Regions from separate parts of the Danio rerio genome. Here region 1 is linked to region 2. The links are chromatin contacts, called in public HiCAR-type maps. All regions are on one chromosome and are shown on one strand. Each heading gives the region's core, a stretch centred on a gene start, on an enhancer-like site or on the middle of the called end of the contact. The rest is flanking DNA. Distances are from core to core; before and after follow the strand shown.

The links. HiCAR-type assays count read pairs that join an accessible place to other places.
Region 1: a contact with region 2 is called in a HiCAR-type map of caudal fin, with 5 times the contacts expected there. The contact joins the promoter of si:ch73-70k4.1 here to the enhancer-like site in region 2.

The regions. Positions count from the first base shown.
Region 1 is chr8:19,387,635-19,392,516 of GRCz12tu, forward strand. It overlaps si:ch73-70k4.1, which reads left to right and starts at 1,674. Exons shown (of 5, transcript XR_012384209.1): 1 at 1,674-1,882; 2 at 1,980-2,115.
Region 2 is chr8:19,125,051-19,129,994 of GRCz12tu, forward strand. No RefSeq gene overlaps it. Among named protein-coding and RNA genes, the nearest start is that of dimt1l, 85 kb to the left of the region's middle. Within about 2 kb of position 2,926, at least 9 of the 62 cell types and tissues checked have an H3K27ac peak or open chromatin away from gene starts, as enhancers often do. A contact at or near this core is called in caudal fin, where this site is marked.

The DNA of each region.
Region 1 (4,882 bases), core at 424-2,923, 260 kb after region 2:
ACAGGTATCTGATGTTACTGTATATAAAAGTGATCATACATGAAACACCTGGGATCAGGACAGGTATCTGATGTTACTGTATATAAAAGTGATCATACATGAAACCCCTGGGATCAGGACAGGTATCTGATGTTACTGTATATAAAAGTGATCATGCATGAAACCCCTGAGATCAGGACAGGTATCTGATGTTAACTAATATAAAAGTGATCATACATGTAACCCCTGGGATCAGGACAGGTATCTGATGTTAACTAATATAAAAGTGATCATACATGAAACCCCTGGGATCAGGACAGGTATCTGATGTTACTGTTTATGATATATAAAGTATTTGACACAAAAGCCCTGGGATCGGGACAGGTATCTTAAGTTATAACAGTATTAATGTAATCTGAGAGGTAACTTAAGTTAATTTGTTTAATATAACATACACTGATTTCACATGAAACACCTGATCATGACAGCTATTTTAAAGTACTGCATATAAAAGGCATTGGACGCAAAACCCCTGCGAATACGTACAGGTATTTGAATCAAACGGCTGTTTTCACAATCTGCGCATGATCCGTGACCTATGCAAATTCACATATAGGCCACGCCCACCCGATGACGTAATAGCGGTTACGCTGTACTGAAACCCCTGGAAAAAAGTGCCTGCCTTACTTGGTAGGCCTAAATCACAAGTCCTTATTTTTATTTTTTGTGTGCACAGAAGTATTCTCATAGCTTCATAACAATACAATGGAACCACCGATGACGCATAATGAACATGTTTTGAGGATGTTATTGGACTCTCTCGTGATCTTGAGCTTTTGGGTTTCATTCAAAATATCTTAATTTGTGTTCCTAAGATGAGCGAAAGTGCCTAGGGTCTGGATTGACATGAGGGTGAGTTATTAATGTCAGTTATTTTATTTTGGGGTGAATTACCTCTTTAAATAATGTATAAGTAGATGAATAAAAAATGCTTCAACAGGGTTCATACACATTTTTACTACTAAAATTCCATGAGTTTTCCAAAACTTTCAGGTAAATATCAGACCTAACTTATGTAATGTCTATGTACACAAAGTAAATAAAACAACATGCATGAAAATGCACGGTTTTTACCCAACAAAATGTATTTCATACTTACCCAATATTATATATTCAAGTACACAGATATTTCTTAAACAAATTTCCATAACTTTTCCAAAACATTTTGGGTTTATTTGTTTTTAAAAACTTTTCCAGGCTGGAAAATGCCTTGTTGAAATTCCATGACTTTACCAGGTTTTCTAGGACAGTGAACCCTGTTTAAACAAAATTAAGATAAAACATGAAACACATTTACGTATAGTCCTAGTAAAAATCCTAATTAGATTTTGTCCTTTTATTTTTATTTTTTAAATTTCACGGCATTTCCCTAAAATGGGTGTCAAAATAAGATTTGTCACCAAAAATCATTCCATTTGCTGAAATACAGATACAGTTGTGGCAAACTTGATACTTATCGAAAAAAAAAACCCAGCCCCAACAGCACACAAGAGTTAAGATCTGGAAAAAAAAAAAAAAAAATCAGTGGCTATAATTCAGCAAAGAAATTTCACCTCACTGCGCAAACGGTGCGCAGCTTTAACGCTGAAAACTCGTTTGTGCCGAACACGGAAGTAATTCAAAGAAACTCCCGCGTAGTTTTTATTGTTTGGTTTAGTCATGTGCGTCTGAAAGAGATGCAGTGTGTTTACAACCGAATGACTGTGATGTCTAAACTGAAGAGGAAGAAATTATCAGTCGAGGACTATAAATCCGAACAGCAAACGCTGATCAAAAAGTTAAATGACAGCCGGTGTTCAGTAGCGTTACAGGACAGCAGCTGCGCCACAACATCAACAGGCAGGTATGTATGCTCAGTATGAGGAGACCTTTTCACATACTATTATACTGTGATTTTTGCAATTAATAAATGTATTGTGACTGAACATTGACTGCTGCAGGGAGAGATGGTGGGAGAGCTCAGAGCTGAGTGATGCCGAGAGACTCTGGGCTCTTACCTTGACAGCTCTTTGCCCAAACCTACAGTCAGATGATCTGGAAGAGTCCATTCCACAGCTCCCCCCACCGTCATCCACGGTAATAAATGTTGGTATAATACCTATTCATCACTGGTTATTATCATTAAAAAGGTTGTAAATAATACATTTAACATGTAACTTACTAGACCATCTCTTAGTACTGGTTGATTTTTATCCCAATAATGTTTACATAGGACACAATAGATCACAACAATGTTTCCAAAAACTGAAAGTGTTATATTTATTGAAGTATGTAAATTAATTCCTGAGATGAGTAGATGACTATTTGGAATTAATTTATTATTTTGAATGGGGTTGAATCAGATTTAATGCACATTTCAGAAAATGAAACCAGCAGTGGATTTTGTTTTTCTGGGGTGTTTAGCAGTATTCATGTACAGCAGTTAAATAATCAAATGTGAAATAAAACTACATTGTTAATGCTCGAACATAATCCTTGTTAAAACGAAAACTTATCTTTTTGTGTGTGCCTAAAAGCTTTTAACCCTCTAGGAATGATCGAAATAATAATAATCGGTCTAGTTTTTCCAGGTCAATTTTTCAATTACTTTCCTTACCGTTCCAATACTCAAGAACGGAGGACGCGTGAAACTTCCCAGATGTGTTCTTGATATCGAGGACACATGGATGCAGACTTGAGCACCAAACTTGCTTTAGAAGTCCCAGAAGTCATTGCAACTGGAGATGGGAAGCGCAGCATTTTTTATAGATTTATTATTAAAGTTCAGAAATATTTACTTCTTTATCTCAAGAAGGATTTCCCTAAATGAGACAGTGAATATAAACATTACCATGAAAATCTTAATAAAGGAATAAACACATTAAGGGTGTTTATTCGCTGAAATTTGTACTAAAATCTGTTATCTGTTACATATAGTGTGTAATGTATATTTGTAAAGTCTTTATGCAAAGTATATATTTTGAAAAGGGGGAAAACACCCCGCGTTCGTTCTCCCGAGTTGACCTGGCAAGACCGGTCTTCACAAGAAAGCAAGTCTGTTTTCTGTGTTCTTGGAATTGAGAAACAGCCTATGGTCTGGTCCAGCCTTCTCGCGGTCGCATACCTGTCGTCGCTGTGACTAATGCCGACGCTGACCTCTCAAAAAATGTAACTACACGTCGCGATGACGCATAGCGCAAGCTCTGTGAATGGTTGACTTGGGACTATGTTGACGAGTGTGGGCGAAAAAGAGACAAATAAGTAAGTAAAAGAATCGTTCATTATTCGCAATCGAGTTAAAATGTTCAATTAACCGAGATTTTGATTATCAAATCGCCCAGTCCTATGAGACATGCTGCAACTTTTACAGAGACGCACATTGCAGTTTTTATGCTGAAATGATGTGATGTGCAGCCTTATTGTAATGATGGCATTTTTTTACACAATACTAATTTACCCTTAATAAGGAAATAAATGCTTTTCACATACTTGTTAACCTTCAGAAGAAAGGATGTAGTCATAAACTGCACAGATAAAAAAAAATTCATAATCTGCACACATTCAAATAAATATGCTACATATACTCCTCTAAATTCTGTTTGACTTTTTTTTTTTCTTTTGGAAACTGTTTTATGATTCTATAACCAAAGGAACTATGAGACATTTAAAATTGTAGTTAATATTTTAAAAATATAACAATTAATTTACAGGCAAACATTCGTTTTTTATTTATTGCTCAACAAAACTGTTTAAACTAGAAATGAGCTTATAATCAATCTCAGTTTGATAAGATTCATCACCCAGCCCTAGTACTTATATTATTGTATATAATACTTTGTAATACATTCATTTTCCATCAGCTTAGTCCCTTATTTATCGGGGGTCGCCACAGCAGTATAAACCAACTATTCCAGCATATATTTTAAGCAGTGGATGCCCTTCCAGCGGCAACACAGTGGCGCAGTAGGTAGTGCTGTCGCCTCACAGCAAGAAGGTCGCTGGTTTGAGCCTTGACTTAACCTCGACTGGGTCAGTGGCGTTTCTTTGTGGAGTTTGCATGTTCTCCCTGCGTTTGCGTGGGTTTCCTCCGGGTACTCCCGTTTCTCCCACAGTCCAAAGACATGCTGTACAGGTGAATTGGGTAGGCTAAATTGTCCATAGTGTATGTATGTGTGCGCATGAGTGTGTATGGGTTACCGAGTGATTGGTTGCGGCATCCACTGCGTAAAACATATGCTATATAAGTTGGCGGTTCATTCCGCTGTGGCGACTCCAGATTAATAAAGGGACTAAGCCGACAAAAAAAATGAATGAATGCCCTTCCAGATGCAACCTACTACTGGGAAACAACCAAACACTTATTCTCACACACTTATAGACTATGGCCTATTCACCAATAGCGCATGTCTTTTGGATGGTGGGGGAAACATGCACACAGAAATGGCTCAGCTGGGACTCGAACCTTTGACTTTCTTGCTGTGAGGCGACAGTGCTAATTACTGAGCCACTGTGCCACCCTTTCCTCTGTAATAGATGTCATGAAAGATTTGTGAGGTGTTAAATCCAGCTTTGTGTCCTGAAATGGATGTAAGATGCAAATAGACGCAGTAATATCTAAATATGACTTCATGCAGTCACTATGAGGCAAAATGCACTAAACACTTCATTCCCTTCACTTAAATGTCATTTTTGAATTGCCAATCGTATATCACTGTCTTGAAAAGCAGGACCCACCCTTGAACTGTGAAATCTCCAATCTCACATTTTCCTATGTTCTTGGGAACAGTGGGCTAAATGTTGTTTTCCATGGGGATGAGAGAATGGATGACACTGAACTGTCCTTTTCCAGAATCTGCAACAAGGC
Region 2 (4,944 bases), core at 1,676-4,175:
AAGATATTTCTTAGGCTTAGGAATATTGTTATACACTTAAAGAATGCATTACCTGCGTCTGGCTGGAATGCCGTCTCCTTTGATTGCTTATTGATTGCATATTTTTAGTAAATCATTTAATTTGTGATTTATCATTTTCTTTTTTTAAAGCACTTTATCATTTTGCTTATTTATTGTTTTTATTGATTATTGGGATGTGGCTTATCACTCTTATTTTATTTTACTATGCAAGTTTGTTTTGATTTTGGTTGTATTCTTATTTTTGTAATCTAAATTTTGAAAATCGCATCATAAATAAAATGTGTTATTATTGAAATTATGAAATATGATCATGCAGAATATGGCATTAATATGTGTTTTATAAGTACTAATAAAAAGTCAAAATGCTAGTAATGTGCATGTTAATAAGTAGCCTCTTAAAAGACAGGGTTTTGATTAGCATATATTGTATAGTTGCATTAAGAAAATTAAACATCACAGAAAAATTGCTTTAGACTATTAAAATTTTCTTCACACAAAGAAAGAAAACGTTTTAATACATTTTAATAATTGCTTGCTGAATAAGATCAATGGTTCGGGTCCCAGCTGGGTCAGTTGGCATTACTGTGTGGAGTCTGCATGTTCACCTCATGCTCATGTGGGTTTCCTCCATGTGCTCCGGTTTCCCCTTCAGTCTAAAGACATGTGCTATAGGGGAATTGAATAAACTAAATTGGCCGTAGTGTATGTGTGTGAATGTGAAAGTGTTTGGGGGTTTCCCAGTTCTGGGTTGCAGTTGGAAGGGCATTCGCTATGTAAACCATATGCTAGATAAGTTGGCGGTTCCTCCCATTGTGGCGATACCTGATGAATAAAAGCACTAATTCAAAGGAAAATTAATGAATGAATTGCTTGGTGATTGGTTCTTTGGGAGACTGAAAATAGTTTTCTAAACACTGGAGGAAAATAGTTGCTGGCTTATTTTATATTTGAAGAGTCATTTAAAGTAACATTTCATAAAACTGACTCAAAACATCAAGATAAATCTCATATCACTTGAAAACTGTTCAAAAAACATAAAAACAAATGTTGCCATGGCGTTTTTAAACATGTATATTATTTTACAGCAACATTATTTCCGCAAAAACTCTCTTAGATTTTTAAATCGGGGAGCATACGTTTCAAAATAAAGACAATTGAATGTATGCACATACAGAGTTAAAATATAACAATATATAATATAATTATATGCAGAACAAATATAGTAATTAAGCAGCAAAAGTAACAAAGACATACACTACCTGACAAAAGTCTTGTCGTCTATCCAAATTTTAGGAACAACAAATAACAACTTGACTCCTAGTTGATCATTTGGTATCAGAATTGGTTTATATGAACGGCAAAAACCTCTAGATTACACTTATTTTACCAAAACAAAATATGATCGTACCTTCTTTAAATTATTTTTTAATGATTTTTAATGATTTAATTAGGACTGACTTTGCTGAGACAAAAGTCTTGTCACTTATCAGGCATAGTGTACAGTATAGAATATAAAGTCATGGTGCAGCTTGGAGCTCCACAAGCTTGAAGGACTGCATCCATACATCTCTGCAATGACTCAAATAACTTATTAAAGTCATCTGGAATGGCAAAGAAAGCTTTCTTGCAGGACTCCCAGAGTTCATCAAGATTCTTTGGATTCATCTTCAATGCCTCCTCCTTCATCTTACCCCAGACATGCTGAATAATGTTCTTGTCTGGTCCATGCGGGGTCCAATAGGTCTTCTGCAGTATTTGTGATGATTGGGATGCAGGTTGACTGAATGTGAGAGTGTATGGGTGTTTTCCTGTACTTGGTTGCAGCTGGAAGGGCATCTGCTGTGTAAAAAATATGCTGGATGAGTTGGCGGTTCATTCCACTGTAGTGACCCCTGATTAACAAAGGGACTACGCTGAAGGAAGATAAATAAATTAATGAATTACTGTGATTGAAAGCTGAACTCTCTGCATAATTACTTCAACCTTTAGAAATAACTGTTGGTATTTTGGTAGTCAAAAAAGATTATTTCTTAGTATCAAGGTTCACTCTTTGATTGTTAAATAATCATATTGCTAAATAAATGTATCAGGATGTTTAAAAAACACAAACTTCCATGCTGCTATAAGCACTTTAGAAATAGTTTAGTATTATTGAAGTATCCAAGATTCTGGCATCAAACCATTTATTCAAGTTATTTAAGTGTTGCGTGTCAAACATTTGACAGCATGTTAATGAGATACAATGCTCACGAGCACAGCTGTATAATACGTTTTTCTCTATTTTATTTTTCTCACCCGCTTCCTGTCTATGTGGGTGGTTCTTGATCAGAAACTAGTCCTCATAATCAAAAGTCTGGTTACCCGGTATATTTACTCCATAATGACTTTCTCCTGTCTTCTCCTGTCATAACCCGTATGAATATATTCATAAGCACAGTGTAGTGTATGTTTGTTAATACACATCTTGGCAATATTTACTCTGTCAGCGTGAAGGAAGAGTTGTGATTGGCTTCTGCTCGGCGAAGTGTATGTTTCCGAGATGTAAATATTTTCTTAGTCAGAACAGCACTGTAATTAGAGGACACAGTCAGCCTGGCGTAAAATGTGTGGGTTCATGGCAGCTTAGAAGCCGGTATATATAGAGTATATATACATAGCAGTGTGTGCAAGAGTTTATTTAACAGACAGACTCTCAAACCGCCTGTCCCATCAGCTTTAGCCAGAGTCAATATCCTGTTTAGTCTGGCTCCATCACACCTTTGGCCTCCATCTTGACCTTGTTTCCCAGCCTCACAGTTCATGATTCAGCCATCGATTCTGCGCCAAAGTGTTAAAACTCAACAAACAGCAACTGATTACATTATCTCCACATCAAAGCACACAAACCAGCTTTCGGTTTACACGTGTCAATAGCGCTATGCTAATGCACGCTAACATAAACAGGCCTGTTGACACTGCTAGCGTAGACTTAGCCGTGCTCTTGGGTTCTGATTGTTTTTCCGTCTCCTACCCAAACAGACGAGTCTCTGAAGCCACAGGGCACGACTGGGTTCGCACAGAATGGGATTAAACCGGTTTCCTGGCTTCTCAGGACCCCAGAGTGGCTCGGGGCAGGACTGTTTCAGGGCTGCCGCTGCTTGTGGCTTCAGGGAGGAAGGAGGCCGCAGAACATTAGTTAGCTGTCAAGTTTTCCAGTGCAGAGGCACAGGATGTCGGGCTTCCCGTGTGAATGGCTGCGCTGATGGGAATCTGAGGGAAATCGGCTGTGGGATTCAAACCGCTGCTCCTGAGACGATCCGTGGGGTTAATATTCACTCTTTCGCCCAGGCTGTAATTGCTTTTGCTTCTTTTGTTCTCACACAGTGAGGAGTTTGACAGTGTACATAAACAGAATTCCAGAGTATGGAAAAAGCGCATATGGAGGCAGTTTGCCGGATCTCTTGAAGGAACCAGTGAGGACCATCTATAATAGATCTGTTCTGCTCTCGAGGTGTAGTCATTACCGGAACTTAACGGACAGAGAGAAACACTGATTTAAGCAGACGTTCAGCATGTGTTTCTGTATAAAAATCTCACTTGACAGGGTTTCTCACGCGCTGGAAATAAAACAGTGATATAATGTTCGGCGATATGACCTTGTTTCTGCAATCTTAGTGCTTTCCTTTAATATTATGAACAGTTGGGACAGGATGTTCTGCCAGGGCATAAGTTTGGTTGGATCACATATTTAATAATACATAAATGGGTGTTTCTTCAGCTAAGCACACTTTTATGTCCCATGGGTTGATTTCTATTAAACTTTACAGATTTTCATTTTGTGAAGGTCACATTAAAATGATTTTGAATGTGTTTTGCAGGGTCTTCAACATTGATTTCTTCTACTGGCTTTTATGTACTGTATAAAAAGTCAAATCCATCATAATATACTACATTTTAAAAGAACAGTAAGGGCCTTTTATGCTCAAAGAATATGCTCAAAGTACTACTAAAGTCGATATAAAAGCAGGATTATTGTGATCAATTATTACAACTGAAAAACACAAAGTACAACAGTTTTTTTCAATATTGTAATTTAATGCTGATTAAATGCATACTTCGCTGTAAACAAAAATGTTTACTAGCATGCTCTTTAACTGTATATTATAACAAAACTGGTCCTTAACATTTGATTTTCATACATTTTCTGTTTATACACGTAGGAATTGTGTTATGGGAATTTGACCTCTGCTATTAATGTGGAAAAGTGAATTTTATTAACATTTCTTAAAACATTTTAGCAATCATTCATTTCTATTTTTCTAGAGTTAGTGCATTTTTTTTTTTTTTAGAATTTACCTATTATACACTACCTGACAGAAGTCTTGTCATACACCCAGTTGTAAGAGCTGCAAGTAATAACTTGACTTGAAAAGTGTCTGAAGGTAGATTTTTCAGATGAATCATCTGTTGAACTGCATCCCAATTATCACAAATACTGCAGAAAACCTATTGGAACCCTTATGGGCCCAAGATTCTCACAGAACTCAGTCAAGTTTGGTGAAGGAAAATTATGATTTGCGGTTACATTCAGTAAGGGGGCATGCGAGAGATTTGCAGAGTAGATGACAACATCAACAGCCTGAGGTATCAAGACATTTTATGCATTATATACATATTATGCTGCCCATTACATTACAAACCACAGGAGAGGGCAAATTCTTCAGCAGGATGGCGCTCCCTCTCATACTTCAGCCTCCATATCAGGAGATCCTGAATGCAAAGAAGGTCAAGGTGCTGCTGGATTGGCCAGCCCAGTCACCAAACATGAACATTATTGAGCATGATAAGATGAAGGAGGAGGCATTGAAGATAAATCCAAGGAATCTTGATGAACTCTGGGAGTCCTGCAAGAATGCTTTCTTTGCCATTCCAGATGACTTTATT